Regions from separate parts of the Mus musculus genome. Here all the other regions are linked to region 4. A link is a contact called in public ChIA-PET, HiChIP or PLAC-seq, capture Hi-C and promoter capture Hi-C data. All regions are on one chromosome and are shown on one strand. Each heading gives the region's core, a stretch centred on a gene start, on an enhancer-like site or on the middle of the called end of the contact. The rest is flanking DNA. Distances are from core to core; before and after follow the strand shown.

What was found. ChIA-PET counts read pairs in DNA pulled down with a chosen protein or histone mark. HiChIP or PLAC-seq counts read pairs in DNA pulled down with a chosen protein or histone mark. Capture Hi-C pulls out chosen DNA fragments and counts their contacts.
Region 1: a contact with region 4 is called in a capture Hi-C map of embryonic stem cells, with 2.1 times the contacts expected there. The contact joins the promoter of Slc38a10 here to the promoter of Chmp6 in region 4. A contact is called at or near these places in 2 of 39 promoter capture datasets (the SN4741 cell line and hippocampal neurons), 3 of 115 datasets of contacts at active chromatin or transcription factors (bone marrow-derived macrophages, effector CD8 T cells and pancreatic cancer cells) and 1 of 9 other capture datasets (embryonic stem cells).
Region 2: a contact with region 4 is called in a promoter capture Hi-C map of pancreatic islet. The contact joins the promoter of Aatk here to the promoter of Chmp6 in region 4. A contact is called at or near these places in 6 of 39 promoter capture datasets (the 3T3-L1 cell line, embryonic stem cells, hippocampal neurons and 2 more), 4 of 115 datasets of contacts at active chromatin or transcription factors (bone marrow-derived macrophages, lineage negative bone marrow cells, microglia and 1 more) and 3 of 9 other capture datasets (adipose tissue, liver and pancreatic islet).
Region 3: a contact with region 4 is called in an RNA polymerase II ChIA-PET map of effector CD8 T cells, with 18 read pairs. The contact joins the enhancer-like site here to the promoter of Chmp6 in region 4. A contact is called at or near these places in 2 of 39 promoter capture datasets (the SN4741 cell line and embryonic stem cells), 3 of 484 Hi-C or Micro-C datasets (cerebral cortex, embryonic stem cells and stem cell-derived neural progenitor cells), 5 of 115 datasets of contacts at active chromatin or transcription factors (the 230-238 cell line, bone marrow-derived macrophages, effector CD8 T cells and 2 more) and 1 of 9 other capture datasets (liver).
Region 5: a FOXA1 HiChIP or PLAC-seq map of pancreatic cancer cells shows a contact between it and region 4. The contact joins the enhancer-like site here to the promoter of Chmp6 in region 4. A contact is called at or near these places in 3 of 39 promoter capture datasets (the SN4741 cell line, embryonic stem cells and hippocampal neurons), 1 of 15 datasets of contacts at CTCF or cohesin (embryonic stem cells), 2 of 115 datasets of contacts at active chromatin or transcription factors (pancreatic cancer cells and pro-B cells) and 2 of 9 other capture datasets (embryonic stem cells and liver).
Region 6: an H3K4me3 HiChIP or PLAC-seq map of bone marrow-derived macrophages shows a contact between it and region 4, with 2.4 times the contacts expected there. The contact joins the enhancer-like site here to the promoter of Chmp6 in region 4. A contact is called at or near these places in 1 of 39 promoter capture datasets (the SN4741 cell line), 6 of 484 Hi-C or Micro-C datasets (ECoMG-derived neutrophils, the N1E-115 cell line, bone marrow-derived macrophages and 3 more), 4 of 115 datasets of contacts at active chromatin or transcription factors (bone marrow-derived macrophages, embryonic stem cells, microglia and 1 more) and 2 of 9 other capture datasets (adipose tissue and pancreatic islet).
Region 7: an HNF4G HiChIP or PLAC-seq map of pancreatic cancer cells shows a contact between it and region 4. The contact joins the enhancer-like site here to the promoter of Chmp6 in region 4. A contact is called at or near these places in 4 of 484 Hi-C or Micro-C datasets (ECoMG-derived neutrophils, the N1E-115 cell line, colorectal tumor organoids and 1 more) and 3 of 115 datasets of contacts at active chromatin or transcription factors (bone marrow-derived macrophages, embryonic stem cells and pancreatic cancer cells).

Annotation. Positions count from the first base shown.
Region 1 is chr11:120,149,006-120,152,883 of GRCm38.p6, reverse strand. It overlaps Slc38a10 (solute carrier family 38, member 10), which reads left to right and starts at 1,533. Exons shown (of 17, transcript NM_024249.5): 1 at 1,533-1,904. The coding sequence starts at 1,806. It overlaps Gm11769 (a long non-coding RNA gene), which reads right to left and starts at 2,477. Exons shown (of 3, transcript XR_389232.4): 1 at 2,170-2,477; 2 at 1,486-2,046; 3 at 163-1,105.
Region 2 is chr11:120,045,683-120,049,441 of GRCm38.p6, reverse strand. Aatk (apoptosis-associated tyrosine kinase) reads left to right here and starts at 2,297. Exons shown (of 14, transcript NM_001198785.1): 1 at 2,297-2,573. The coding sequence starts at 2,492.
Region 3 is chr11:119,675,334-119,678,985 of GRCm38.p6, reverse strand. The region is part of intron 3 of Rptor (regulatory associated protein of MTOR, complex 1); the gene reads right to left. Among named protein-coding and RNA genes, the nearest start is that of Rptor, 74 kb to the right of the region's middle. Within about 2 kb of position 1,980, at least 132 of the 459 cell types and tissues checked have an H3K27ac peak or open chromatin away from gene starts, as enhancers often do. A contact at or near this core is called in the SN4741 cell line, bone marrow-derived macrophages, effector CD8 T cells and 1 more, where this site is marked.
Region 4 is chr11:119,911,186-119,915,265 of GRCm38.p6, reverse strand. Chmp6 (charged multivesicular body protein 6) reads right to left here and starts at 1,456. Exons shown (of 8, transcript NM_001085498.2): 1 at 1,329-1,456. The coding sequence starts at 1,391. Gm39485 (a long non-coding RNA gene) reads left to right here and starts at 1,454. Exons shown (of 3, transcript XR_003949830.1): 1 at 1,454-1,890.
Region 5 is chr11:120,120,832-120,124,617 of GRCm38.p6, reverse strand. All of the region lies in intron 10 of Slc38a10 (solute carrier family 38, member 10), which reads left to right. Among named protein-coding and RNA genes, the nearest start is that of Ndufaf8, 24 kb to the right of the region's middle. Within about 2 kb of position 2,362, at least 20 of the 459 cell types and tissues checked have an H3K27ac peak or open chromatin away from gene starts, as enhancers often do. A contact at or near this core is called in pancreatic cancer cells, where this site is marked.
Region 6 is chr11:119,726,811-119,730,948 of GRCm38.p6, reverse strand. The region is part of intron 4 of Rptor (regulatory associated protein of MTOR, complex 1); the gene reads right to left. Among named protein-coding and RNA genes, the nearest start is that of Rptoros, 110 kb to the left of the region's middle. Within about 2 kb of position 2,813, at least 10 of the 459 cell types and tissues checked have an H3K27ac peak or open chromatin away from gene starts, as enhancers often do. A contact at or near this core is called in bone marrow-derived macrophages and microglia, where this site is marked.
Region 7 is chr11:119,706,110-119,710,278 of GRCm38.p6, reverse strand. All of the region lies in intron 3 of Rptor (regulatory associated protein of MTOR, complex 1), which reads right to left. Among named protein-coding and RNA genes, the nearest start is that of Rptor, 110 kb to the right of the region's middle. Within about 2 kb of position 2,833, at least 9 of the 459 cell types and tissues checked have an H3K27ac peak or open chromatin away from gene starts, as enhancers often do. A contact at or near this core is called in pancreatic cancer cells, where this site is marked.

The sequences.
Region 1 (3,878 bases), core at 284-2,783, 240 kb before region 4:
GAACTCAGGATCTCTGGAAGAGCAGTCAGTGTATCTCTCCAGCCCTGAGCAGCCCCTTCTTAGGGATGAACATCAGATACATGAATATGGAAACACAGAAACGGGTCAGATAGATTGTGGACAATGACTTCACTTACAAACGATGAATACAGACACTTAGTATTTTGGTTTTTTCTTTTTAAAGATTTATTTATTTAATGTATATGAGTACACAGTTGCTGTCTTCAGACACACCAGAAGAGGGCATTGGATCCCATTATGATGTGGTTGCTGGGAACTGAACTCAGGACTTCTGGAAGAGCAGTCAGTGCTCTTAACCACTGAGCCATCTCTCCAACCCTATTCTGGCTTTGTATTCAATTACTCCTTTTTTTTTTTTTTTGTTCGAGACAGGGTTTCTCCACGTAGCCATGGCTGTCCTGGAACTCACTTATGTAGACCAGGCTGTCCTCAAACTCAAGAGAGCTGCTTGTCTCTGCCTCCTGAACGCTGGGATTAATGGCTCATGCCACCAATTGCTCTTTCTAGCTTTTCCTTTCTCTCTCTCTCTCTCTCTCTCTCTCTCTCTCTCTCTCTCTCTCTCTCTCTCTCATCTCTAGAAGCTGCTCTGCCTGATGCTGGAAGAATTTGTCCCTTGTCTGAGATCTTGCATGGGCCTCAAATTGTTTTCTAGGAGAGCCTCTTTAGGCAGCTTGAAGTTCCTCCTTGCATGCACAGCTCTGGCCTCCTGGAATCATTGTGGGGTCTTTCTTGGACCTCAGGTCCCTAGGCCTTCATTCACCACAGACACCACCATAAAGAACACTGCCAGGTGCCAGTAATCCACTTAGGTGTTGGAGCGTTCTCTTTTCTCTAGTCTCTTTAATGTCCATTACTCCAGGAAGAATTCTCATTAGTCCTTCCAGTACAGAAGCCACCATCTCTTGAAATCCTAGATTTCCCTAGTCTCTCCTTTTTACCTTTCCTCTGGTTTTCTTTCATATTAGGGCAGTAGACCATTTTCACCCACTTAGCGTATCAAACAGACACATCTCCATGCTCCCTCCTCCAGGCTGTTGTGACTTTGCTGAGTCTCTGAACCTCCCGGTGTCCCGATGATTTTTATCTGTAAAACGTTAAGTGCTAATTTTGTCCCAATAAGTTGGCATTCAGTCTAGACAGGTCCTCCAATTGTGACCCAAAATCCTTCCTGTGCGCAAGGACCTGAAAATTAACCCTCAAGAGCCCACTCCTCACCTGAAAGGTAGTCCTTCTCTTTCTCTCCTGTTGTTCCACTAGAGGTTGTACCCAGCAAATGACTCTTCTACCAGCGGCCACAGTCACTAGTCTAAGCCTGGAACCCCTAACCCAGATTGTAGCCCCGCCCTGATTCAGACCCCGCCCCACGTCCCGCCGTCCCTCCCCCCACATACTTCTTATTGGCCAGAGTTACGCCTAGCTCCGCCTCTGGGCCCACCCAAACCACGCCTCCTCGGGCATACACACCTACTTCTAGTTGGCTGGCGTCCCGCCTCATCCCGCCCTTTGATACCGTCACTTCCTGGTAGAGTAGGCTCCGAAGGCGGAAGTTTGGGTGCCGGAGGCAGCGAAGCGGAGCTGAGGTGTTGCTAGCGTTGCCTGCGGCGCTTCCGGGTTCCCGCTTCACTCTGGGGAGGCGGAGGCGGGAACCTGGAACCATGGCTATGAGGCTGCTGCGGAGCCTGGCAGGGTCTGGAGGCTGACCTCGCGACGCCTGTCCGCGGCCCCCCCTGCTTCAGGTTTAGGGTTATCTAGGGTCGCTCTGTCCTGGTCCCTAGACCCTCAAAATGACGGCCGCCTCCACCTCCAAGTGGGGGCTGATCACGAACGTGGTGAACAGCATCGTGGGCGTCAGCGTGCTCACCATGCCTTTCTGCTTCAAGCAGGTGAGTCGAGGGCGCGGGGGCATCAGGTTGAAGTGCTCGTTTGGTGGGAAGGGGGTGTGAGCACCGCGGGTCGGGAAGAGACCCAAGCAACGTCCCCGAAGCGAGTCGCGGTCCGGATCTGCGCGCTCAGCGGTTGCTCACACTGTACGGAAAGGCACAGAGAAGGATACGTTAGCGGATTGATAGTGGTTTTGTTGGTCCTGTTTTTGACTCTGACCGACTGCATGGCACGGAAGCATGCCGGTCCTCGGCTTCGGCTACTCACCTTTACTCAAGGCGATTTAAAGCATTCGTTTGGTCTGATCTGTATCATGTGTCACCGCAGTTGGAAAAGCCGGCATACAAAAAAGTTTGGTGTTATTTCTGTGTTGAATGCCACATGAAAAGATGGTCATTTCTACGTGGCTTTGTTGTGTCTGCCAGTGAGTTGCGGAAGCAGATGGAAACGTCAAATTGGGTAATGACTCTCTTAACAAAGGGAGTGGCGGGGTTCCCCGTCGCTCATCCATGCCACGCGGGCTGCTGTCCTGTTCTATTGAAACAGTGGGTTATCAAGGCAGAGACCACTCCTCCTATCTGATGACTCCCAGGAGATGAGGTGGAAGATTAATCCGGGATAGACATTTGGAAGTGAAAATGGGTTGTTGATAATTTAATAGTAGACTAACAACTACTTCGTGTGTTTTGTCGTTCACATCCCAGGCTAAAAATAGAAAACAAGTTTTTTTAATCAATGAGTTTTTGATCCTCAACAACCTATCCTGATTGAGACTGTATCTAGGGTTCCCGGGTAGGGTATTTGATATGGTTAATAGATGTAGACAGGAGGACAGAGCTAGATCCTCTGGGGTGACATCTGTGTTGTGAACCCCAGTGTTGAGTTGTTGGGGGATGGTTTTGGGTGTCTTTGGAGTGCCTACGTGTCCCAGTGTCCATGGAAACTGTCTGTCAGCAGAATTGCATCCTGGGACTTGAGTGTTGGCTGGTTTCGAATCTCCAAGTGAACTCTGTCATCCTTGCTGCCTGTCTGTGAAGTGTGACTGACCCTTTACTGGGGTCTGTCATAGCTGACTGGGAAATTAGCTGTTTGGGCTCAGGTGGTTGAGCAGTCTCTTGTGGAGCCTGGCTGTGCACAGGTGCTAGGCCTCTACCAGAGCAAACGGAGATGATGAGCCCAGTGAAGATCTGCTTGGGGAGAGCTTGGAACCCAGTGCAAGAGAGACCAGAAACAGTCAAACTGTGCCTAAAACCTGTCAGTTCCTATCACTAGATTGTTATCTCCTCCGGAGCCTTGGGGCAAAGCCATGAGTCCAGCAGAGTGGGGAATGTCTTAGTGTTTAGGGGGAGCTAAAAAAAAAAACCAAAAAAAAAACAAACCTTTGGGTTTAGAGCTAGTTTGTTTAGTGATTCCGGCAATTAAAAAGGAGAAACATTTTATTGTATTTAGTGTGTGGAAAACTGCATATATTTTAAATGCACACTTGATGAATTTTCATGAGGTAAAGGAACATATGTACCTTACTGTACACTTGAGGAATTCCATAATGCTGGCACACTTACCAGTTAGTTGTTCCCACCCACCAGAAGACGACTACCTGTTGCTCGACTGTGCCAGAGGTTGGATGTGGCTTGGTTTGACTTGGAGGAGGTGGGGTCATGGTGTGTGGGAGTCAACTTGTGGTTGATAATGCTATGTTCTGGATAGACCTGTGTTTCTCTGGGGGCACACACAGATCCTGCCCTGGGTGTGTGTGTGTGTGTGTGTGTGTGTGTGTGTGTGTGTGTGTGCCTGCCAGCACAGGTGTTAGATGCACAAGTGCATCATGTCCTCTGCAGTGTTTGGCAGGACCATTCTGGTGAGAGTTTGTTAAGCTTTGTTTGTTTACTTATTTTGAGCAGTTTTAGCTTTAACTGAGTAGAAAGCACAGGCGGCCCCCATATCCCGCTTCTCAACTCCCCATTTCGGTAACACAC
Region 2 (3,759 bases), core at 1,048-3,547, 130 kb before region 4:
CTCGTAGCTGTCACTTTTATGTAATTCCAGATTTTTTTTTTAAATCACCTCCACAATAAGCCTTGTGGTCACCCAGGACTTCCCTTCCCCAGGGATTCCAGCAATCCCCATCTGTGGCTGGTCTCTGTGGACTAGGCTGCTCTGGACATTCCAGTCGTGGCCTCTGCGGCCTCCTGCCTGGCCTCTGCACTGAGTAGCCTGTTTTTGTGGTTTATTCCCATTCCTTGCAGCACGTGTGTCCGTGTTTCAATTCTGCCTGTGCCTTCCTCTCTCCCATGAGCTTCCCTGCCAGGCCATCTCTGCCTTCCTCTCCTCCATAAGCATGCCCCCCGCCCCCAGGCCATGCCCTCTAGGTCAGCTGCTTCCAGGGACGGTCCCTATGCACCCCACGACTCCTTGCATGGATCAGAACTGTAGAATGTCCTTCAACATCAGCTGCCAATGCCTCTGTGACACTACTGGCCAAAAACTAAGGGTCCTCCTACCTAGAGGTGATTGCTGCCCTTGCCTGACATGGGAAGAAGTTGTTCTTCTTTGGGTCAGGCCTCTCTTGATCACCCTTTCCATAGGGTTCCAAGAGAACACCTAGTCAGCCATGAGCTCAAGACCAACCCAAAAGCCCATGTGCCCTCCAGGTGAGCAGTTTTGGGTCACTCTGCTGACAACATGAACAGAGATGGCTACCCCCAAACTTCACAAGGACCATGTCAGAAAAATCAGGGCAGCTCTGATACCTCGGACCCTGCTGACTCTGACCACTCTATTCTAGTCACTGCTGACCCTCTACCCAGACACTCCCTCTCCCCCAGTCTTGGGGCCCTCCTGCCAACAGGGCCCCTCCGACTAGCAAAATCCCTTTGCTCTCCCAACTTCGGACCCCAAAGGGCTCTGTAACTAGGCCAAGAATGAATGAATAGTAGTATAGCTGGTTGTCCAGGACCCCAGAGCTGCATGCAGGTGACAACCCCTCTTCGTGCCTCGCCTACATGCCGCCAGGCCTGCAGCTTCTTAGCAACGCTGCAAGATGGCGCTGCGGCGGGAGGAGGAGGGGCGCGGGGCACGGCGTCGGTGCCCGGCGCCGCCGCCTGCTCCAAGCGCCCCGGCTGTTCTGCGCTGATGGGGCCAGATGGGGCCAGCCGTTTGTCGCATCGTGGCACAGCTGCAGGCGGTCAGTGCAAAAACAGCACCCCAACCGGTGTAAGCGTGTCCTGACAAGCCACCCCCAAACCTGCGAGTAACCCTGTAACCATGAGTTCCTGGATCCCCCACCTAGTATTTCCTTCCACCATCCGCTACTCAGCAGGACCCCAGCTCTGCACCTCCATGGACACTCCGGTCTGTAACCTCACCTGTGACCCTTGGCCTCCGTGACAACCACCACGAAGTCAGTGACCTCTTGAGATGCCCACAGTCTCAAATCAGCTTCCAGTCTCAGTCGCTCTCCCATCTAGGGCTTGACCCCTCATCCTCATCTCAGCCTCCCCGGACCTTCGACCTCCGTACTCTCCTCTAACCTGCCTGGATGCCCCTGGCCTTCGTCACTCGCAACCATCGGCTCCTTCTTCCAAAACCCCCACCCACTTAGTAGCAGACTTCTTTGGAGCCCCAAAGCCTCGATGACCCCACTGTCTCCATCTCAACACTCCGTGTCCCTCCTCCCTGTCCCGTCCAGTCTCCTTTCCAGTAGCCGAGGCCTGCATACCCTTTCCCTCAGCCCACACCCTTCGTATGCCAAGACCTGCGTGTCCCTTCTCTGCTGTGTCTCCGCTCGGTGCTCCTCAGCTCCCATAGCATCAGCCTCTGTGCCCTCTCCCCAGCCTGCATCCTTTAGTGTCCCACAGCCTGTACCCCTCCTTCTGCCTAGGTCCCCTACCTTTCCCCCAGTCTCCATGCCTCCCAGGCTTCGGCCCCCTCCGTATCATCTGTGCACTCCTACCTCCCCTCCGTGCCCTCAGACTTCATTTGCCCCCCCCCCACCGTAGTCCCAGCTTCCGTGCCCCCTCCCCATCTCTTAGTGTCCCACGACCTACGTGAACCTCCCCTGCCTCTGTCCCCTCTCCGTGTCCCCAGCCTTCGCGCTGCCCAGCCTCTGCGCCCCTGTCTTCATCCCCCCTTATTTCATAGCCCCCCCACCTCCGTGACCCCTCTCCTTCCCTCATTGTCCCACGAACTGCGTGCCCCTCCCCTGCTTTGTCCCAGAAAGTAACCCCCAGCCCCCATCTCCATCCCCCCCTGCTCCCCCCCCCCCACCTCGCGCGCGCTCCCGCGTGTTTTCGGACTGCACCAGCCAGAGCCCCGCGGCGCCGCGGCGGCGGGCGGAGGCGCCTAGTCTGTCGCCGCCCCCACTGGTGCCCGCGCTGCGGCGGTGGCTGGGGGCGCTAGGAGCGGGGGGCCGTGCGCTCCGCACCTGCGGAGGCCGCTGGACGATGATGCCGGAACGCCGGCCCAGGCCGCCGGCGTTCTGAGCTTAAGCGCAGCGCCCGCCCTGGGGATGCTCATCGCGCTGCTGGCCCTGGCCATGTCGTCGTCCTTCTTCAACCCCAGCTTTGCCTTCAGCTCCCACTTCGACCCGGGTGAGTCCGCGCGGCGCCCTCGGAGGCGGCCTTGCGGCTGCGACTGCCCCCCCACCTGTCTCCCTACCGCCGACATGATGCTGCTGGAGCCACGGTTTCCCATTTTGCCTGGAAATTAACCCTTTCTCCGCCCTGAGTCCCCGCAGAAGAACAGGGACCGGCGAGGACCCACTACAGGTCTCCGGAGGTGGGCAGGCCTTGGGGCCAGACCCTGTACAGCCGGCCCCTTCAGCGCTGGCTGGCAGCATCAGCCCCTGCCTCTTTGGATGCCTCCCTGGCACAGGTAACTGGGACAAGAGGGCCTGTGTTGGCCCCAGGTGTCCCGGAGAGAGGTTGCCAGGACTCAGGGCCCTGGGGAGGTGAGGGGTGTTCTGTGAGGCAGGGCAGGAGCCCAGGCCCGCTGTGGAAGCTTGCTCATCCATGTTCTGGTGGAAGGCTCCTTCCTAACCCTGGTGCTGTTTTCTGCAAATCCCTGGCAAGGCAGCGTGCCCATCTCCCTCGGCAGCCTGTGGTGGGTGTGGGGACCGACGAAGACCCTAGCATGAGCCCACCTGAGGTCCCATTCTAGAGAGGTGGTGCTGACTAACTGCACAGGACCTGGGGTCGGGCATCTTGCTCCACCTGGCTAGTGGACACCAGGGTAATGTGTTTACCACAACTGCCTGGCCACGGTGGACAGCTGTGGTGGGCAGAGGGGGCCAGGGCAGCTGTTTCTAATCCTGATTCTGTTTGCTTAGCCTGGGAGGGAGGGGAATGAACCTGTGCCCAGGAGGAGCCTGGAGTCCCACCCACAAGTCCCTGGAGCTTTGGCTTTGGCTGCACAGCCCAAACAAAGCCCGGCTCACATACGATGACTCTCCTGGGTCTCCCTCCTGGAGTGGGGCCAGAATGTGCAGTGATGCACAGAGTCCCCTGGGCAGGGCTGGATCTGAAGGCATTTGCTCCCAGGGAGGGGAGCCGATGGAGCTGTCTATCTGGTATAGGGCTATAAGTGTCCTTTGCTCAGAAATGACTTCCTGGGTGAGCCAAGGGGCTTGGAGGTCACCATTTCACCAGGCAACCAAAGGCACAGAACCTAGGGGTTGTGTCAGTGACCCCTTAAACCCAGGGCGGGAGTAGAGGTGGTATTGAGAAACCACCCAAGGCCCAGACTACCTTTAGGGACAGATATCCAAGGGCAGCATCA
Region 3 (3,652 bases), core at 731-3,230, 240 kb after region 4:
CTGTGTAGCCCTGGCTGTCCTCGAACTCAGAAATCCGCCTGCCTCTGCTTCCCAAGTGCTGGGATTAAAGGTGTGCGCCACCACTGCCCGGCATATTATGTGAATTTTATTCCAATTATTTTCAATGTCTCCATTGAATTCAACTACACAAGGAGGTCCTGATGCTATGGTGACCAACCAGGTGTGCAGGCACCTCCGTGACATGTGGATCTTTTACAAAGTGAAGTCAAATAACATGGGAAGCGTTCAGAACCATTCCCTCCGAATCACTGCACAACTCCCCCACTCAGCAAGTTCTTGTTCAGCTGGGGAATAACTTTACAGCTTTCACAGTGGCGTGCAGTGAGCATATGGGGACTCCCTTTGGCACTCTCAAACTCAGCCTTCCCTGCCTTCTGCTTCCTGACTGTCAGCAGCTCCAGTTATACCATGACACCTGTACCAGCACCATGTGACCAGGCATTCTCAAGCACAGCCGCAGGTTCCAAAGCCCACCCAAGTAATAAAGGCATAGGTGCCAGAGGCTGGGTGAGTTATAGATTCAGTCTTCAGCAAGCATGGTTTCTTTGTCAAAATCTGTCAAACAGAAACGCTGACCTCATCGGGAGGGCAGAGTGGTGAGAGAGATCCTTGGGAGGCTATGAGGAAAGGACTGAGCCCTCTTTACAAGATGAGCAGCAGAGGTGGAGAGGTGCTTGCTCTTCAGACAATACTAGAGACAGGGAGACAGCAAGCAGGATGAGGAGGGTAGGTATGAAGGAACTCTCTGGGGTAGAAAGTTTCAGAGTGGCAGCGTGTGTGTCCTAGTGTGGCTTGGGGACCACTCAGGAAGAAGGCTGGGCATCAAGGACCCTCTGGGTGCTGGGGCTGACCTGCTCAATATTATTCCCATCAGCCCTCCACTTACCGTTTGTCTGTTTGTTTGTTCCCAAACAGGGTTTCTCTGTGCAGCCCTGGCTGTCCTCAGCCCACTCTGTAGACCAGGCTAGGTTCCAACTCAAGAGATGCCCCTTGCCTTTGCCTCCCAAGTACTGGGATAAAAGGTCTACACCACCATGCCCACCCCAGCTTCAACTTCCATTTTCAGTCTGAGAAGAATGAAGCAGTAGCACTTGAAGTCAGGGTAAAGGGCTAAAGAATGTCACTGTTAAATCTGGCCAGACCAAAGCCAAGAGTCTCTCCACAGCCGCTAAGCTACCTGCCCTCTCACCAAGGCAGAGACAGCAAGGCCGAGGGCAATCCTCAGAGCCTGATGCAGCACAGCAAGGGAGGGAGAGGAGGAGCAGTGGTGGACGGCTGGAACCTACTCTGTGCACCACTCACCCTTCCCACTGCCTCTGAGAGCGAGCCTTTGACACAGGGACTGCAAATAACGCCACTTTCAAGAAAGCTGGAGTCCCACAGCACTCTAGTCACACAGCATGATACATCCTGCAGGTGAAAGCAGACGCATCTCCACAACCTACCTTTCTCTAAAGTATGTGTAAGCTTTCAAAAGAATGGGTAGTCAAGAGATGGCGACTCCTTTGTGCTCTCATTAGCTAAAATGGCAGCTTAGGTTTGCAAGTTTGGAACTGGTTTTAGATCTAAGTTCCACATCCAGAGGGCTGTTGTAACACCGTGGCCTTTGGGGACAGGGCAAGACAGGAAGTGCGTGGGCAGGGCTGACTAATAAGCCTTTCGGCTGAAGAGCATCCATCGGAATTGTCCCTGAACATGCTGCATGGAAAGGCTGTCAGGCAAGAAGAGAGGAAAGAGGAGGGGAAACAGGCTGGTACAAGATTATGGCCAGAGCAGAAAAACATGCAAAATGTTTGTCTTGGGGACAGTTGCTAACATCTGGGCAGGAAGCAGCTAAGGGAGACTATCACAACACAATGGTTAACCCCAAGACTGCCACAAGACACATCTACACCATCTTACAAATTTAATGAGATCAGGGGCAAAGCGCATCACACAAGAGTTTGAATCATGTCAGTATGAGTCATTCAGCTACAATTCTGCCCGTGGCTAGGAGCCCTCACTTGCAGTTTGTCACAGAAACACAGACAGGTGGATCATGCCCAAGCTCTGGCTCCACAGAGAATCCAGCTATTTTGGAGGAAAGAGAAGGCTGCCAGCAGAGGAAGTCAGGAGGATAGCACAGTCATGACATAGGGGCAGCCTACAAAGGAGTGACATCGATGCCATGATAGTGCTGTGTCCAGATGGGCAGTACTGTTCTATCAAAATGTGATTGTCCCAAGCTGAGAGCCACCACTACTAGTTCAAGGCAGGCTACTCCACAGTGATCTCTGAGCACCCCCACTCCACCCCTGAGCTCCACTCGCTTCTTTTCAGGTTGTCCACATGCAACTCTGACGCGCTCCCGAGTAAGGCAGAGCACACTGACTTGCACCAGTACTGGTGTGCAGCACATCCCACTGTAAATCCCATAGAGAACACTAGGGTGGGGTGAGGAGGAGCACTAGCACCATCCGTCCCACCCCGCTCCTCCCTTAGAGCAGAGCAAGCATGTAGAGCCTTCTGACACAGGAACCAGGAGCAGTCCAGAGAAGAGGCTAGTAGGACCCCAAGCCCCTCTCGAGGGCTCTGAGGGTGTAGGCAGCAGGGAAGGAGAGAGAGAGCTGGAGCAGTACTCCATGCTTGACCCCTCAGGCTTCCCAACAACCTGCAGCTAGCCTGCTTAAGGGAGGAGGCACATAGGTCCAGCCCCTGCAACCCAGAAGTACGGACGTGCACATAAACACTAGGCTCTGCAAACACCTGTGCCTAAACCCCACAGGACAAGCCTGTAAACCCAACAGAAAGAAATGTGTCTGTCCCTGGCCACGTCAGCTCTACTTCCTAGAAAGCAGCTAACAAGGCATGTGTGCAGTCCAAGTGTACAACCCGATCACAAAGCTAAGATGGCTGCTCTTCAGAGGAGGAGTGTGCCCAGGAGCCTTGCTTTGCTGGAGAGAGACCCCACTTCCCAAGTCCACTGCTTGTTGAGAAGATCTATAAAAACATGTTTCATTCGTTGACTACAAATCCACTGTGACAGATACAAGAATGCACTGCAGAGGAGCTAAGATTTAAGACCTGCTGACTGCAGCCTCGGGAAACAGGAGTGTGTGGCTCCTACTGACCACTCAGCTCCCTGAAACGCCACGGTGACTGCACAGAGCCTTTGCCATTCATTCCTGCTGGCCAAGATGAGAAAGAGCTCCTACAGTTATGTGCACTCACAGCGAAAAGCCTGTCCCCTTGCCTGGCAAACAGGCCCGTTCAGTGGTCACCTCAGCTCCCTGCCAACTGTTACAGGTGCACCAACCCTCCTTACCTCCCACAGTAAACGGTAATGACTCCCACAGAACCTACCTGGGAGCCACAGGAGAGCTGGGACCTACCCCAGCAGAGTGCCTCCCACTCCATGCTTTAGGTAAAGGAGACCTGGCGAGTGCTCCATGTCAGCTACCTCAGCTCCTAAACTTGCATCTTGTGCTAAACTGCCAGCACCTCAATCTGTCAGGCAAACTCCTAAAAGCCCAAAAGCCTTTGCTCTCAGCTCCCATAAGACTTCCTCTTGAGGCTCATCATGACATAAGAGGGCTTTACTGGTGAATTTTCAACAGAAACCACGGCTGGCATTTTCCCTTTGCTCTCCTGC
Region 4 (4,080 bases), core at 207-2,706:
TACAATGCAGTTGCAACTGGCCTGCCCCAAGCCAAGGCCCACTGTGCCGAGGAGGAGACTTTCATCCTCTTCAGTCACAGGAGGATGAGGCTGTGATCAGCCTGAACTCTGTGGGTCACTGCTGTGGCCACCAGGCCCTGGGAGGCTCAAATGTAACAAAGGGTCTGAAGTTGACATCTTCTGCCTCCCCCTCCCCAGCCACTAGCCAAGTGCGCTCAGTCCTCCTGTTCAGCCCATTTCTGTTCTGTGTCCAAATGCCGACCCTTCAGGCGGAGCCATGATGAACAGGTACAGGCCCTGGGCACATGTCACACACAGAATGAAACCCTGAGGCAGACTATTTCAAGTGAAGGCCATGGGCACCTTTAAGGTTTAGTTAGTGAGAAACCATTCACCATAGACTGTAGGTTACCTAGGAGAACAGGCTAGCTGGGGAGCTCTGCTAGCGTGTTTTGTGTGTGTGTGTGTGTTTGAGCATGGGCCTGGGTGTGGTTCTGGGTCTCCCACCTTCACCCAGTGTCCTCTACAGGGTCTGCCCCACGGTGGGCATCAACTGCATGACAGAGAGTGCTCACTATTTCCACCCTTTAGGTTTGGAGACCTTGAGTTAGGCTACCCATGCTCTTCTCGGGTGGTTATTTCTGCCAGCTGTTTACAAAGCATCAGGCATCTTGCCTGGGGAGACAGGGGCACCAAATGGAGCTGCAGGATGGCCAGACTGTGCCTCTGGAGACCAAGCAATCTGAGCAGGTCAGGCAGTGGCAGCAGCAGCACCTGGAGCTAGGCACTTTCCTTCCTGGTGCCTGGCGCTCTGGGACTGTTCAGATGTGTGCTTGACAGTGGTGTCCTGAGCCTCCGAATTCCACAGAGGAGCAGACAAGGTGTGTCCTGTCCGCAGGACCCACCTCTGTGACAGTTTTACTTAGAGATGGAGGGCGGTGTCCTGAGACACGAGTGTCTCGGGGGCTTCCAGCTCACACAGAGGCTGCAGAGATGGGGGACGAGCACCCTTTCCCAGTAAGAATCACGCTGAGACTTTTAGTGAAAGCCACGCCCACGGGATCTTTATCTGGGGGCTTTTTCTAGGAACTTTCAATAACTTATGGCTTGGGATTCCAAGGCCAAGGCCACAGGCTTCCTTCCTGGCACCTTCTCTCACGGATCGGCGCTCAGCCCCGAGACACAATCCCGGTCTTTCCGGGCCGAGCCGGGGCTGGTCCAGGAGTCTGCAGCTGGGCGCGCCATGGCACCGGAAGCGCGGCCCGCTCCGCTTCCCGCCTCAGTTTCCCCCACGGGGCCCGGCCCCCTGCCCGCCGTAGGCCCCTCACCAGGATGGCCCTGTCCTGTTCGGTGACTCGGCTCTGCTTCTTGCGGCCGAACAGGTTGCCCATGGCGGCCCCGCGCCGGCCGGCCGAACCCGTCGCAGCCGCCGCTCTGCGGCCACCGTACTCCGCCCGACCTACGGCGGCCGCGCGGAGCCACGCGCCTCAGAACGCGAAGCAGCTTCGTCCCTAGCGCAGCGCACCGCTGGACTTACTAGGCGATGCGAACGCCCTCCCTCGGCCTTTCAGCTAATCAGATGGGACTGTGATTAATTCAGAGCACCTCACAGGAGTGAGCCTAAATCAGGCTTCCTGACTTTCAAAACCGCCCAGCCGACGCCCCCCTCCCCGCTGGCGCAGAACATACACACACCCAGTGTTTTGGACCTACAAGTGCTTGCTGAGAAGTGTGCACCAGCGTTCACCTGCCATTCGGCGCTGTCACCTTCGTCCCCTAGTTTCCTCACTGTGGACAGTCCTTAGGCTACCGTTGAGTCAGCCCGGTTGCTGGGACTGACACACTAACCCCAGGGATTCTCTGATCACACCTGCCCTCTGTAGGCCCTTGGTGAGTCAGGGGGCGGGGACAAGACACTCATGAGTGGGGCTCTACACCCTAACAGCCCCAAAAAGGGCGCCACTGTCCTGAATTCAATGCCTTTGCTAGGAGGGGAGTTCTCCTTCCCCACGGCAATCATCCGGGTAATATCCCTTCGGGAGGCAGACAGTACAAGCAGCTGGGCCAATTACTAAGCATTCTTGTTCATTTACACCTTTCTGAACGAAGGGCTCAGTCTTAGCCTCAGGCTCAACACATTATGAATCCAGTAAAGCCAGTGGCTATCCCTCGGCAGGCAGCTTCTTCTGATTCCTGAACTGCCTGCATTTTCCCTTCCCCCACCCCCAACTCCTTCAGTAAACAAGGGCAGAAGGCATGGAGGGGGCTTTCCGGTGTCGCAGCAGTGGCTCTTGTGACTCCTTAGGCATAAGAGGCTCCCAGTCTTGACTTGGTTTTAAGAACAGCACGAGAGGCTGAGAGTAAAGTCCATGGTAAGGACTTGGGGCAGGCTCTGGCTACCAGACCTAGGGTTCTAGCTCCTTCTGTCACTTAGAAGCAGTTTCTAGAGGTTGGTTTTTTTGTTTTGATTTGATTCCAAGGGGCCTTCTAACTAGCCAGGAACCCTTTATCCCAGGGTTCTCTGTACAGTCAGCTGCCCTAATCGGGCTCAGCCACTGACTTTGATGGTTAGCTGTCATATCTTAGTCTCCAATGCTCTGTGGGCCAACTGGCCCCATAAAATCGCAGTAATGGTACCCTGTCCCTGTGGTCAACATGACTATAAAGGGCAGTACTGGGGCAGAACTTACTAGAAGGCTGGAGCTTCCGACCTGTGTGGTTCTCATGCCCTAACCAAGGGCATGTTCAGGGGTGTGGGACAGAGGTCTTGTGCAGGTCCAGGGTATCTCTGGCTGGTTTGGGACTTGCTATGCAGACCAAGATGGCCTTGAAATCACCCACTTTCTCTGTCCACTCTTGTCTACTCCGTGCTAGGATGCCCTGACATCCCAGAGTCACTAACTGAGGCCCAGTCTGTCAAGCAACAGCCCACAGTACCCAGTGCCTTGCTGGCTGCAACCATTTAGCTAGGAGTATTTATTGCCCAGGGAGGGTTCTGTTTCTACCATAACACTCTGGAAGCGCTTCCACACATTCTTCCTAGTTCTCTGCCAATACAGAGCTGGAAATGTCTGAATTCTTTCCGTCTGTAAGCCAGGATTTGGCAACTATGGCCCGTGAGTCAAACCGGTTTGATCTCCCCTCTCCTTTTTATACAGCCTACAAGCTAAGAATAAATATGGTTTTAAAATTTACTTACTTATTTTAAAGATATTTTCCTCTCTCTGTAGCCCTGGCTGTCCTAGAACTCACTCTGTAGACCAAGCTGGCCTTGAACTCCCAGAGATCTGCTTCCCTTTGCCTCCCTTTGCTGGGATTAAAGATGTGAGCCATCATGCCCAGTAAGTTTTCTGTATTTTAAAAGGATTCTCTCTCTTTCTCTCTCTCTCTGTCTGTCTCTGTGTCTCTTTCTCTGTCTCTCTGTCTCTCTCTCTCTGTGTGTGTGTGTGTGTGTGTGTGTGTGTGTGTGTGTGTGTGTGTGTGTGTGTCTGTTATGGCTTATTTATTTATTTATTTATTTTGGTTTTTTGAGGCAGGGTTTCTCTGTATAGCCCTGGCTGTCCTGGAACTCACTTTGTAGACCAGGCTGGCCTCGAACTCAGAAATCTGCCTGCCACCATGCTCGGCTGTTATGGCTAATTTTACGTCAACTTGATATAAGCCAGAGTCACCTGAAAGGAGGGAATCTCAGTTGAGAAAATGCTTCCATAAGATCCAGCTGTAGAGCCGGGCATGGTGGCTCACACCTTTAATCCCAGCACTTGGGAGGCAGAGGCAGGCAGATTTCTGAGTTTGAGGCCAGCCTGGTCTACAAAGTGAGTTCCAGGACAGCCAGGGCTATACAGAGAAACCCTGTCTTGAAAAAAACAAAAACAAACAAACAAAAAAGATCCAGCTGTAAGGTATTTTTCTTATTTAGTGACTGACTTGGGAGGGCCCAGCCCATTGTGGCTGGTGCCATCCCTGGGCTGGTGGTCCTGAGCTTTATAAGAGAGAAGGCTGAGCAAGCCATGAGGAGCAAGCTAGTAAGCAGCACCCCTCCATGGCCTCTGCATCAGCTCCTGCCTCCTGTCTAAGTCC
Region 5 (3,786 bases), core at 1,113-3,612, 210 kb before region 4:
TTTCATGTCCTTTGCTTTGGGCCTGCCTTTCAGTGTGAGGCTGTGCTGTTAGCCGATGCTTTGCCTTGCGAAGCGCCCACCCCCTATGTGTGGAGATCCTGTCCCTAACTGGTTTCACAGCCGCTTACGCTGCTCTGCTCAGGTTGGCTTTCCCACTCTTCGGCTTGGTTTGTTTTGTGTTTGGTGTGACTGTGTGGCTGTGATGATTAATATTGTTTGTCAACAGGATCTAGAGTCATGTAGGAGACAACCCTCTGGACGTGGCTGCCTGGGCTTGAGTGATATGGGAGGAGCCACTCTAACTACCGTCCCAGGGCCTGAGGTCCGGGCCAACCAGAGAGGAATGAGTGGCAGAGCACCAGGGTTCATCTCTACTTGCTGACCACTCATGCAGTGTGACCAGCCACCCCACGCTCCCGCACCACCCCACGTCCCCGCCACTGCCGTGTCTTTTCTGAGCTGAAGCTGCTTTTGTCTGGTGCTTTGTTACAGCAACAAGAAGAGCGATAAACGAACGTCTCTGTTCTTTCTCCTGCTAATACTCTGGTGTGCGGGTCATGTGTAAGGGGTGTGGCACTCTACCTGCTACCTGCAGAGTCAAGTTCTTGACTGGTACACCCACTGACTTAGGCTAAACTTTCCATTTGTCTTTTATGTTTTTAAGACAGGGTTTTCCTGTGTAGCCCAGGTCTAGAGGTAGTCCAGGTTGGCCTTGAACGCAGAGATTCACCTGTCTCTGCCTCCCAAGTGCTGAGATTAAAGATGTGTGCCACCACTGCTTGGCTTTGTTTTTTTGTTGTTTTTTTTGTTTTTTTGTTTTTTTGGTTTTTTTTTATGAAACAGAATTTCACCATGTAACCTTGACTGTCTTGTAACTCACTATGTAGGCCAGGCAGCCTCTGCCTCCTGATTGCTGGGATTAAAGGCAGTTCCATCCACCCCAGGCTATTACTTATTGACATGGGGTTGGGGTTGGAGTGTGTGTGTGCGTGCAGGGTGTGTGTGTGTGTGTGTGTGTGTGTAAACTCAGATAGTCGTGTTTATACAGCAAGCATTTTATGAACTGAGCTGCCTCACAGCCCTCAGCATCATTATTGCTTCTGTTATGGACGGTTTCTCACGACCCCAGGCCTACACAGCTCTTTGACTTTACAGTGGTGTGAAGTTCACTCAGTAGATGCCGTACATGGACATTCGACCTTCTCAAGTCAGTGCTGTGGAAGCTCTTGTGGCACTGGGCGGCAATGACAAGCTGTAACTCCCTTCTAGCCCACTCTCAGAAGTCAGTGACACTTGACACTAGGGATGGCAGCTGGGGTGGTGATGGGCACGTCCTTAATTTCAGAGCTCAGGAGGCAGGGGCTACTAGATCTCTGAGTTCGAGGCCAGCCTGGTCTTCAGAGTAAATTCCAGGACAGCCAGGGTTACACAGAGAAACTCTGTCTTAGAAGAAAAAGAAAAGACGAGAGATGGCATGTTGGTTAGTGCTAATCTTCTGCTTGACAGCACCTCTGATCACCTGAGAGACAAGCCTCCAGGCACTAGATGGTGGGCTAGATTGTGAGGGGTTATCTTCATTCCCAATCAAATGAGATACTCATTCTAGTAGTGAGCCAGGACCATCTCTGGTTGGGGCATCATGGACCCTAGAAGTGAGCTGAGCAAGGGTCTCCCTCTCCTTCCTGCCCAGGATACAGCTGAGCAGCTGCCGACGGCTCTTGCTCCCGTGCCTTTCTTGTTATGGGGAGCTGTACCCTGAAACTATGAGCCAAAGTAAACCCCTCCTCCCCTAGGTGCTGCTGTCAGGGTGTTCATCACAGCAACAGAGAGGAGACTGAGGCCATTGTTTCCAACTTTAGGTAGTTTCAAGTTACGTTGGGTTTATCAAGGTATAACCCCATTGTAAATCTAGGAGCAGCTGCCCTCAGTTCTGACTGATGTTCCATTTTTGCTCCTTAGTGTTCTGTGGTTTAGTCCTGTCTCCTGGCATGCTTAGTACTTTTCAGTCATGTTTAGGAAACGACAGAGGTTCTGAGCGGTGTGACCCCACCCCCACCCCCACCTCCGGTGTGCCTTGTGAGGTCATGGGCAGAGGCTGTAGCTAGCTGGGATAAACTTGGGTTCAGTGTGCCCTTGGTCCTCGGATCTCATGTTGCCGATTCTCGCTGCCTTTCATCTTGGCATCATCACTCTCATCTTGGCAGCTGCTGTGCTCCCTCTGTGCTCTGCTCTCCCCTGGCTCGTACTTGAGGAAAGCGGCACACGCCGGCATCATGCTTGCATGGGCTTTTGTGCTCTCCCTCAGGCTGTGGCCGCTGGAGCCTATGCTCCAGTTCTCAGTGCCCAGCCTGGTGAGTCACTCTGGAGTCTAGACTGTGGCCTTTCCCTGAGTGCTTACCTTGCTCCCTGGAGTTGTTGCCCGTGTCGCCAGCCGGGTGACCTCAGTGTTCTCACCTAGTGCTGTAGGTATATGGGGAAAACGTGCAATACCAGCTTTCCGCAGGACTTGATGTGGCAGCTTGGCAGTGAGGTTAACTCATTGCCTGTTGGGTGGCATATGAGCTTACTAGTTTGTCAGATCCTACTGTTTAACCTCGGCTGTGTGGGGGAGGGTAGGATGGGAGGGGATTCTAGTTAGAGAGACTTTCTTGGGGCTGGAGAGTTGGCCCAGCAGTTAAGAGAATCAGTGGCTTTTGAAGGAGACCTGCTTCTGCATGGTAGTTCATAGCCATCTATAACCTCTGACCTCAGGGGGCGTGAGGCAGGCATGTGGTGCACACTTGTGAAGGCAAAGCCCTCATACACATAACATTTATAAATGTAAAATTTAAAGGAAGAAAGATTTTCTTGGGCTGGGGATTTAACTCAACGTGTAAGAGTATTTCCTTATCTTCCCGAGAACCTGAGTCGGGTTCTCAGCACCCACATGGTGGCTCACAGAGTAGATGCCTGGTTGCTCACTTAGTTGGCCTACAGTCTGCTGCTGGTCTCTCCCCTCTGTTCTCTCACCACCACAACGCCATGGCACCTGCTGCATTTGCTTGCCTGGCCTTTGAGACAGGGTCTTGTGTAGCCCAGGCTGGCCTCAAACCTTCCACATAGCCAAAGATGTCCTTGAGCTTCAGCTGGGCCTGCCTCTGTCTCTCAGGTGTCAGGTAGTGCTAGAGATCTGACCTAAGGCTTCACGTGTAGCGCACCAGGTGTCTACCAATTGAGCCATGACCTGGTCTAACCTTTCCTTCCCGAGGCTCGTGAATGTTTGAACTCCTCTCTGACTGAGGTAGGAAGATACTGCAGTTCTGCCGTGAGTCCTCTGTGCTGCTGTCCTCAGCCAGGTGGTCATTTGGGCTGACTGGGGCACGTGGTAGCTTCCATACTGTGAAAAACATTCTCTGGAAGTGTGGCCAGGTCTGAGAGGCAGGAACCAGGCCCTGTCCCAGCTGCTCCTGCAGAAGGAAGGGACAAGCTGAGCCAGCTCCTCCGGTCAATTGAACGTTTGGCTCAGTGCGGTGTTTGCTCTCTGCTCGGGGGCCTCACAAAGAGCCAGAAAAGGCTGGTGGGCAGCTAGTGCGAGGATGCGAGGGTGCGTGAAGGAAGGGTGATGAGAAAGCATGACAGTGGCCCAGTGAACGGCAACAAAAACCTAGCTTCACCCAGCAGTTGCTTTCTGTCTCTAACCCTTAGTGAGGCTGGCTGGCCTTGTGGGTTGCTGTTTGAGGATCTCCTGCTATGAAACCAGCAGGGGGCACTGCAGTCCCAGGGACGCTTGCAAGAGTAGTGGATTCT
Region 6 (4,138 bases), core at 1,564-4,063, 190 kb after region 4:
TCGAGACAAGAGCCAATCCAGCAGAAGGCTCTAGACTGCTCACTGTCTGTATAGTTAATAAAGCATTCCACAAAAGAAGGCCTACTAATGCCTTTAAAGACTGATCCAAACTGGTCTAACTCACCAACAGAAATGAGTAAGTTAAAACTTCACTTTAAAGCAGCCAGAGTCAAGGAGAACCTGGGGACCAGAATGCTAGCAGCACACACTGAGCGGCGAGTCAGACTAGGGAGTGCGCACAGGAGTGAGCTTGGGCAGATTCTGTGGGATGGCTGGAGCGATGTGTGAGTGTAGGCTCTGTATAAACCAGTCTGTGGAACAGGAGGGTGACACCCCTGGCAATTTAACAATACTGTGTTTAGCTAGAAAACACCCTTGCTCCCAGCATCGTGTAAGGGGCACACTGCTGCACAGAGCACTCACAGCATATGTTATGTGTCACTGTCCTGCCTACCTTTTGAAGGACCTCAAAGATCAAAGCTGGAGTCCTGACAAGACTGATAAAAGGCACACATACCCCTCACTGTAATAACTAAGAAAACAAAGAAGGCCTGTGTGCTCAACTCCAAGAACAATATATACTGCTACCATTCCCTAGACTCACATGGTGGCAAGGGAGGTATTTTGAACAACAGGTATCAACAATTTCAAAACCTTTATTGAAATCTTCAAAAGGTCAGAAAAAAATGAACACCTACTTCTACCCAAGAAAGACCCTAAACCAGCAGTCAGAGACCTCACACAACAGTCTGCCCTGCCCTGGGCAATCCAATGCTTCGAGTCTTATAAATACCACTTGAGAGCCTATGACAAGAAGGAAATTCCCTACTCGTTTTCTCAAGCCACAGAATATTGATTACTTGGAACAGAGAAAAATCCAGGAAAATCTCAACAGGGAACACAGATTTTAAAACAAACAAACAAACAAACAAACAAACAAACAAAACCAGCCAGCCAGCTGAATTAAACCATGTGTGAAACAGACGATACACAGAGATAAATAAGCCATCTCAAGAACAGGTGTGTGGCATTTAATACAGAGTCACAGGATATCATGCCGTCCCTTATAAGTTAAGGGAGAATAGGGATTCTACCATCTTAACAGAAATACATCAAACCAAGGACTTTAGAAAAGTCAACATCTACTCATAATTTTAACATACAAACAAAAACAAGCAGTAACAGATCTAACACACAACGAAACAAAGGCTTTAGAAGGCCAGTACCTCATCATGATTCTCTGATATAAAGCAGGAACAGTTCTTAATTTGATAAATAATTGTTTCCATCCTCCCCCTCCTCACAAAAAGCCTCCTGCAGACTCCACAGGACTGAGTATTCCTCAGGAAGCCACAAAAGAGACAAGGGGGCCCAGTTACTGTTTCCTTCTCTTAAAGGCCAGCAGTGGAAAACAAGAACAACACATACAAGGCACAAGCGAGAAAAGAAGAAACGAAAATGCTCGTCTGCAAATGAGAAGCAACTTTACACCCTGAGGAACTATTAGAATCCACAAGAGTCTGGAGAACGTCCTTCCCGAATACTCAAGTAAGAAAATTAAGAAACTTACACTTTTATCAAGAAAGCTATCATATCCTGACAGGCATTTTAAATGATCACAGTCTAAAAGATCATCTGTAATGATCTTCTAGGATCTGCCTGATCACCTGTAGCCAAAGACACAGCATATTCCAACAAGTACGCCTTTTCTTCTTAAGAACTACTTTTATTCTTACCTGTTTATTTACTTATTTGTGTGTGTGTGTGAGGGGGCAGGGAGGGGGAGAGGGAGAGAGACAGACAGAGACAGAGACAGAATGTATGTATGTCACATGTATGTAGGTGCTGATGCTAAACCCTGATGCTAATGCTACAGGTGATTATGAACCACAATATAGACACTGGGAACTGAACCAGGTCCTCTGGAAGCACAGCAAGTGCTCTAACTGCTGGGCCATCCAGCCCCAAAGTCTTACGGAAACAGATGACTGTATTCAGTAATTTTTCTTTTCTTTTTTTTTTTGGTTTTTGTTTTTGTTTTTGTTTTTTTTTCGAGACAGGGTTTCTCTGTGTAGCCCTGGCTGTCCTGGAACTCACTTTGTAGACCAGGCTGGCCTCAAACTCAGAAATCCACCTGCCTCTGCCTCCTAAATGCTGGGATTAAAGGCGTGCGCCTCCATGCCTGGCTTAGTATTTTCTTATTAGAGCAAAAAGCCAAGATTAACCGAAACATCAAATAAGAAGAACAAAGGGTACCTATGTCTCCTCAAACTAAGACACTGAAAACCAAGACTGCTGATTGGCCCAGGACAGAGATGACTCATGCCAAAGCTGGCATCGATGGGGAGGTAGCAGTGAGCTATGCATACAAACCCTAAATTCTCAACCCAAGATCTAGTTGCAGTCCAGAGTACATTTTCATAGACAACGGTCTTCGTGTGTAAACCTTGCTCCCATTTTAAAGTTGATTAGTTAATAAAAGGCTAGAGCATGTGATTGGGCAGTAGAGAAAGGAAGGCGGGACTTGAGGATTGAGTGAGGTGACTCAGGAGAGATGCCGGAGTAGCAGGGAGAAGACAGAAAGAAGAGGAAGTTACCATGAGGCTGGATGAATCACGAGCCTATGGCCAGGAAAAGTGGACCCTGAGGACAGGCTAATGGAAAAGCAGCCCAGGTGGGCCTCAAACAGCAGGTGACAAGGGGCAAATGGTTTGAATATAGTAGGAACCTGCTCGATTCAGTGTTACAGCTTATAAATTAAGTACTGGGTTTTAGTGTCTTTTATACACATATAAAATAAATAAATAATTTACAGTGAGCTATAAACACAAAAGCAGATTCCATCTCACGCTATATATGAAAAGGGTCCATCACAGGCCTAACTATGGTTGGCTAGGTCAGGTGCAGTTGCCCCTAGAGAGAACACTGAGTGTGACCTGTTCAGCATAAAAACTCCTGTCCTTTAAAGGACACTGCAAACAGAATAGAAAGCAAGTCATAAATTTAGAAAAGACAGCCACAGTTCACAGGATGATGAAGAGTTTCTGTCTAGAATATAAAGAATTCCATCAGGATCAACAGGAGACAACCCAAGAACAGCTGTGTGGCCAGCTGTCAATCACCAGGACTCAGACTCAACAGGTTCCAGAGAAATCTACGATGGAACAAATGGACTTTTTCTAAGTACGGCCAATAGAGTGGAAACAAACAAAAGCATACAGAGAAGTCTATGCAGGGAAGTCCCAGCCAACCGAGAAGAAACACTAGGACCCTGCGTCTGCACTCAATCCTAATCCACCAAAGTCCACACCAGTGTCTGCACCTGAGGGAGTCCTGATCTACCAAGAGGAAGAACCAAGACCTGTACCTTCACCCACAGGATGGTCGCAACACATCAACTTAAAACCACTGGAAACGGCGTTATGGTTTGATTTTGAAACGTCCCTCAGCAGCTCATGTGGTCCACTACCAGTAGAGATGATTTAAAAAGCTGTAGACATAGGGACTATTTGAGTGACTTATGGTCACTGGGGTAGGCTTGAGGATTAGAGCTCGGTGCCACTTCTGGTCCTAGCTTCTGCTTCTAGGTGGCACTACGTAACAAACGGCTGCATCAGCCACCATAAAGTCACCTGTTGCCATGTCTCCCTGCCAGGAGCTCTACATTGCACAAACATGTATAGCTATGCTCAAGTTCCTGACACCCACGTAAAAACCGGATGTAGTGGTGTGTGTCTCTAATCCCAGCACTGTGAGGAGATACTGAGGATTGGAAGGCTTGCTGGCCGGGTAATATAGCAGAGATTTAACAGAGATCTCTGGATTCAGAAAAGACCCTGGCTCAAAAAATAAGAGGGAAGATGACTGAAGAAGACGCCACATGTGGGGAGCCGCCCTCACATTCGCCACTACAAGATGGCGCTGACATCCTATGTCCTAAGTAGTAAACAAATAATCTGCGCATGTGCCAGGGTAGTTCTCCACTCCATGTGCTCTGCCTTCCCCGTGACGACAACTCGGCCAATGGGCTGCAGCCAATCAGGGAGCGACACGTCCTAGGCGGAGGATAATTCTCCTTAAAAGGGACGGGTTTTGCCATTCTCCCTCTTGCTCCTGAAGAAGTAAGCAATAAAGCTTT
Region 7 (4,169 bases), core at 1,584-4,083, 210 kb after region 4:
CATACCTCTCAAGGCCTCATGCTACACAAAAAATGGCATGCATTACAGCAGAAGAGCAGAGCAGCACCTCTGGAACTGTACGCCACCATGAAAGACCAAGCTTGGAGAGCATGCAAAAAAAAACAAACAGCAGACCATAAGGGCTTGTGAGAAAAAGTGATAGCCTCCACCTTTACCACTCCCATGCCAGATGTAGCATCCCTGAGTGCTAAGTGTCTATAGTGTATCTGCTCAGGTATCAGGAGCCATCTTCACGGGGTCTGTAGTCACAAACTTCACTCATGAGGTACACAGATGCATCCTCCATAATTCTGCTCGCTCACCTTTCAAAACAATCATGTAGAACCTAGAAATTGAGTACAGACTGGCATAATGGGCTACTGAGGAGCAGAGATAATTCTAGACAGCCCCTGTCTTGCCAGCAGCACTCTGCTCTCAGCATCTCGGGACCCATGCTGGGGCTTGAGTTCACCAGTTCAGCCGCACAGTCTCGGACATGCTTTGGAGTACTGCACTAGCCCTAGCCAAATGTCTACACTGCCCTCCAACTGACACCCAGAACAGCCTGGATTTCTACCACAAGAAAGAACAGGAACATCCATGTGTGGGGCCACACTGAAGGTCTCTGTTTCAGGAGCCTTGTAGGGACATACAGGAGGTGAGCAACAGCAACAATGATGCAGAAGAGCGTGAGAAGGGCTCCACCATGGAGCTGCCTGAGAGCAGCTTCACATGAGGTTTGTAAAACTGTCTCTTTCTCTCATGCATTATTCAACAGTTCCTCCTTCCTTGATTTGAAAAAGAGGTAAGAGCCCAAAATAGAAACTCTGACGTATAGATCAGGCTACTCCACTCCTAAAATAAAGGATTCTCTTCACTTCCCCAGTCCTGCTTACGAGGCCCCACAAAGGAAGCACTGTTCTTAGCTGGAGCACTTCCCCTTTGGTTTCGGTAGCATCTGTGGCATGCTTGCTTGGTTGTCACAATTGCCAGCTGAAAGGTAAAGCCATCCTGCAATTAATTCTCACAAAATGTAGAAGCATGCTCACCTCCATGACAAATCAATGGCCCAACATAAAATAGCTCTGAGTTTGAGAAAAGAACAGAGCTTTAACTCTAATGGGGACCTTGTGTTCTAATCTGATATAGTATGAGAAACATTAGGAAGAAAATCATGTGCATAACGTCCACCATTCATACAAGAAAGAAGAAAACCCAGTCTTGCGTGTGTATACCACCCATTAATGAAACACTTAAGTGCTGCCCAAGGGGGCAAGGGTGCTGAGGAAACAGGACTAGCAGCCAGATTGCCCTCACATCCTTCACTGCATTTAACTTCGAATCAGGAATTAAGTTTTACATAATTACAAAGCAAAACTAATTTTGTTTTATAAGACCTTAGAAGACATAAGAAGGAGCTGGAGAGATGGCTAAGTAGTACATCACTGGCTGCTCTTGCAGAGGACCTACGTTTGGTTCTGAGTTAACTGTGAGGTTTGACAAGTCAGGGTATTCTGTGCTCATTCCATTCATCCTCCACCCCAAGTCCAGTTCCAGGGGATCTGAAGCACTCTTGTGACCTCTGTAGGCACTGAAATACACTCAGATGTTCATGTACATAACGTTAAAACAAAAAGAAAAAGGAAATTTTAATTTAAAAATAATTATGCATAATTTTTTGGTACACGTCTGGCACCCACAGAGGTCAGAAGATCGCATCAGGTCTCCTGTAACTGGGGTTAGATGGTTGTGAGCTGCCATGTGGGTGCTGGGAACCAAACTCAGGTCCTCTGCAGCAAGAGCAGCAGGTAAACTTAACCACTGAGCAGCCTCTCCAGCCCCTAAATAATTTTTAAATTGTAAGCAAAATCAAACAAATGGATTTGATTACACACCCAGGTGGCTATTGAAAAGACAGACAGAATTCTTCCCAGGGACCATGACATAGGGTAAAGTGCCCACACCTAAGCCTGTCATCAGAGGAAAAGCAGACACCCAAAGACAACTCTCAAAGACCACTGTTGAGTATAGTGCAGGGTTAAATGGAAGCTGAAACGTCCCACCATGAGCCACCTGAACTCAAAGAGGAGGAGGAGGAGGAGGAGGAAGAAGAAGAAGAGGAAAAGAGGAAGAGGAGGAAGACAAGGGCGATGAAGAAAAGGAGCAGCACCATCACCCATCACCACAGGATCAAAGAGAAACCCTGGAGCCTTACACCTGAGTCAGCAAGTGCTCACAGCGGAAAAGGGCTGGGTGTGGCCGATGTGCACTCCTGTGGCTAGGATTTAACCTCTCTAAATATGCCATCCCAGGAATAAATAAACAAGCAAAAAAAAACAAAACAAAACAAAAACAAAAACCAGGGACTCCTCAGAGATAGGACTTGGGGTGGAGGATGCATGGAACGAACACAGAATACCCTGACTTGTCAAACCTCAAAGAATAGAGGCAATCACACACTCCTGGGCCTGCATCAAAGACCCAGGAGCCAGCAGGAATAGTTCCATTTGCCATTGCCAAAATACAGTGAATATCAATGATTACCAATGCAGAATGCACCGAAGAGCTTGGCCACACACATGCCCACATCCTTTACTGGTTACCTATGAGAAACCTACTACTTTAAAACAGGCATATAAAGGACAGTATATCAACTCTGGTCTTTCTAAATGTAGTGACTTCAAGCTATCCAATAAGTGGAGAGGAAGTGTGGATAAACAACCCAGTTAACCAGCAAGAAGGGATGCCAGGGGCACTGTTGCACCATTCTCCCATAAGCCCAGCGAGTGGAGCCAGGCAGAAGAAAACCAAGAGTTCTGTACACATAAAAAGAAGCTTGCAGAACCACTTCTGAAGCACCCCTGAGCACCAGAATCTTTATAAGCCTCTAGGTTCACCTGCCATACAGAGGAATTCCAAGGACAAATGCCAGTGTGGTTTGCTACTGGGGTAGGAGTCAACAAACCACAGAAACATTAAATTCCACAGGATGCAGAGAAACTCATTTCTTTAATCAGTTCATTTAAGGGGGAAAAACGAAAACAGACAGAACAGGGAATGAGCTTCAGAAAGGAAGTGAGTAATAGAGCATGCCTATGGATCAGCAGGGTAGATAATTCGATCAATGATGCCCTCATCTGTGACCTACGCACATAGACTGCACGCTTAAAGAATCTGTTCTCTTTAGAAATGAATGGAGCAGCATGACACATGGAACGGGCTCCAAATTGAGCCAGATGAGAAGATGGGAAACAGGTGGGTGACAGAAAGCTGAGGACACAGGGAAAGTGCCCATGAGAGTAAGTTTACAAATACACACACACACAAAGCTACAGACACAAACAGGCAAATGTGCAGACATTTAAGCCATTTCTCTGCTTCTGTGCCTGAGTAATGGGGACAACACATGGCCAGACTAAATGTGCTCACATGAAGCACTTCCCAAAGGATGATCAGAGATTTTAAGGAAGAGCCCAGATAGGTAAAAAATCTTTACAGAACTTTTATTTATCAAAAGCAGGCTGTGCAGGCTTTATTGACACAAGGTAGAGAATAGTTTAAAAAGACAGAACCTCAAATGAGAAATGCCCCAACCAGACAGGCCTGGGTCTATCATTTTCTCAATTAATGACTGATATAGGAAGCCCAGACCGTGAGTGGTGCCACACTGGGAACGTGGTCCTGAACTGTCTAAGAAAGCAGGCTGAGCAAGCCATGATGAGCAAGCCAGTAGGCAGCATGCCTCCACAGCTTCTGCTTTAGTTCCTGCCCCTCTCTCATCTTCCTGCCTTGAATATCTAGCCTGGCATTCCTAGTGATGAGAGTTATAAGATGAAATAAACCTTTCCTCCCAAGGTTGCTTTTTGGGCAAGGTTTTATCACAGTAATAGAAACCTAAGACACAGACATGCCAATAATGTGAAGGATTATCATATCCCCCCCCCAAAACCCACATTTATTACCCCAGTAGCAATTGGGGTGCTTAACAATCATCTCCAAACACTAGAAGAAAGTGTCAAGTGTATTCGGGAAATCAGCCAGCGGCAAAGAGGCATCTTTGATTTCTCTGCACAGCAAACATGGAAAACACCAATACCTGAAAGGCAGGTGGGATCCTGGAAACCAGCAGCTCCTGACCAATGAAGGGCAACTCTAGGGCTTAGAACAGC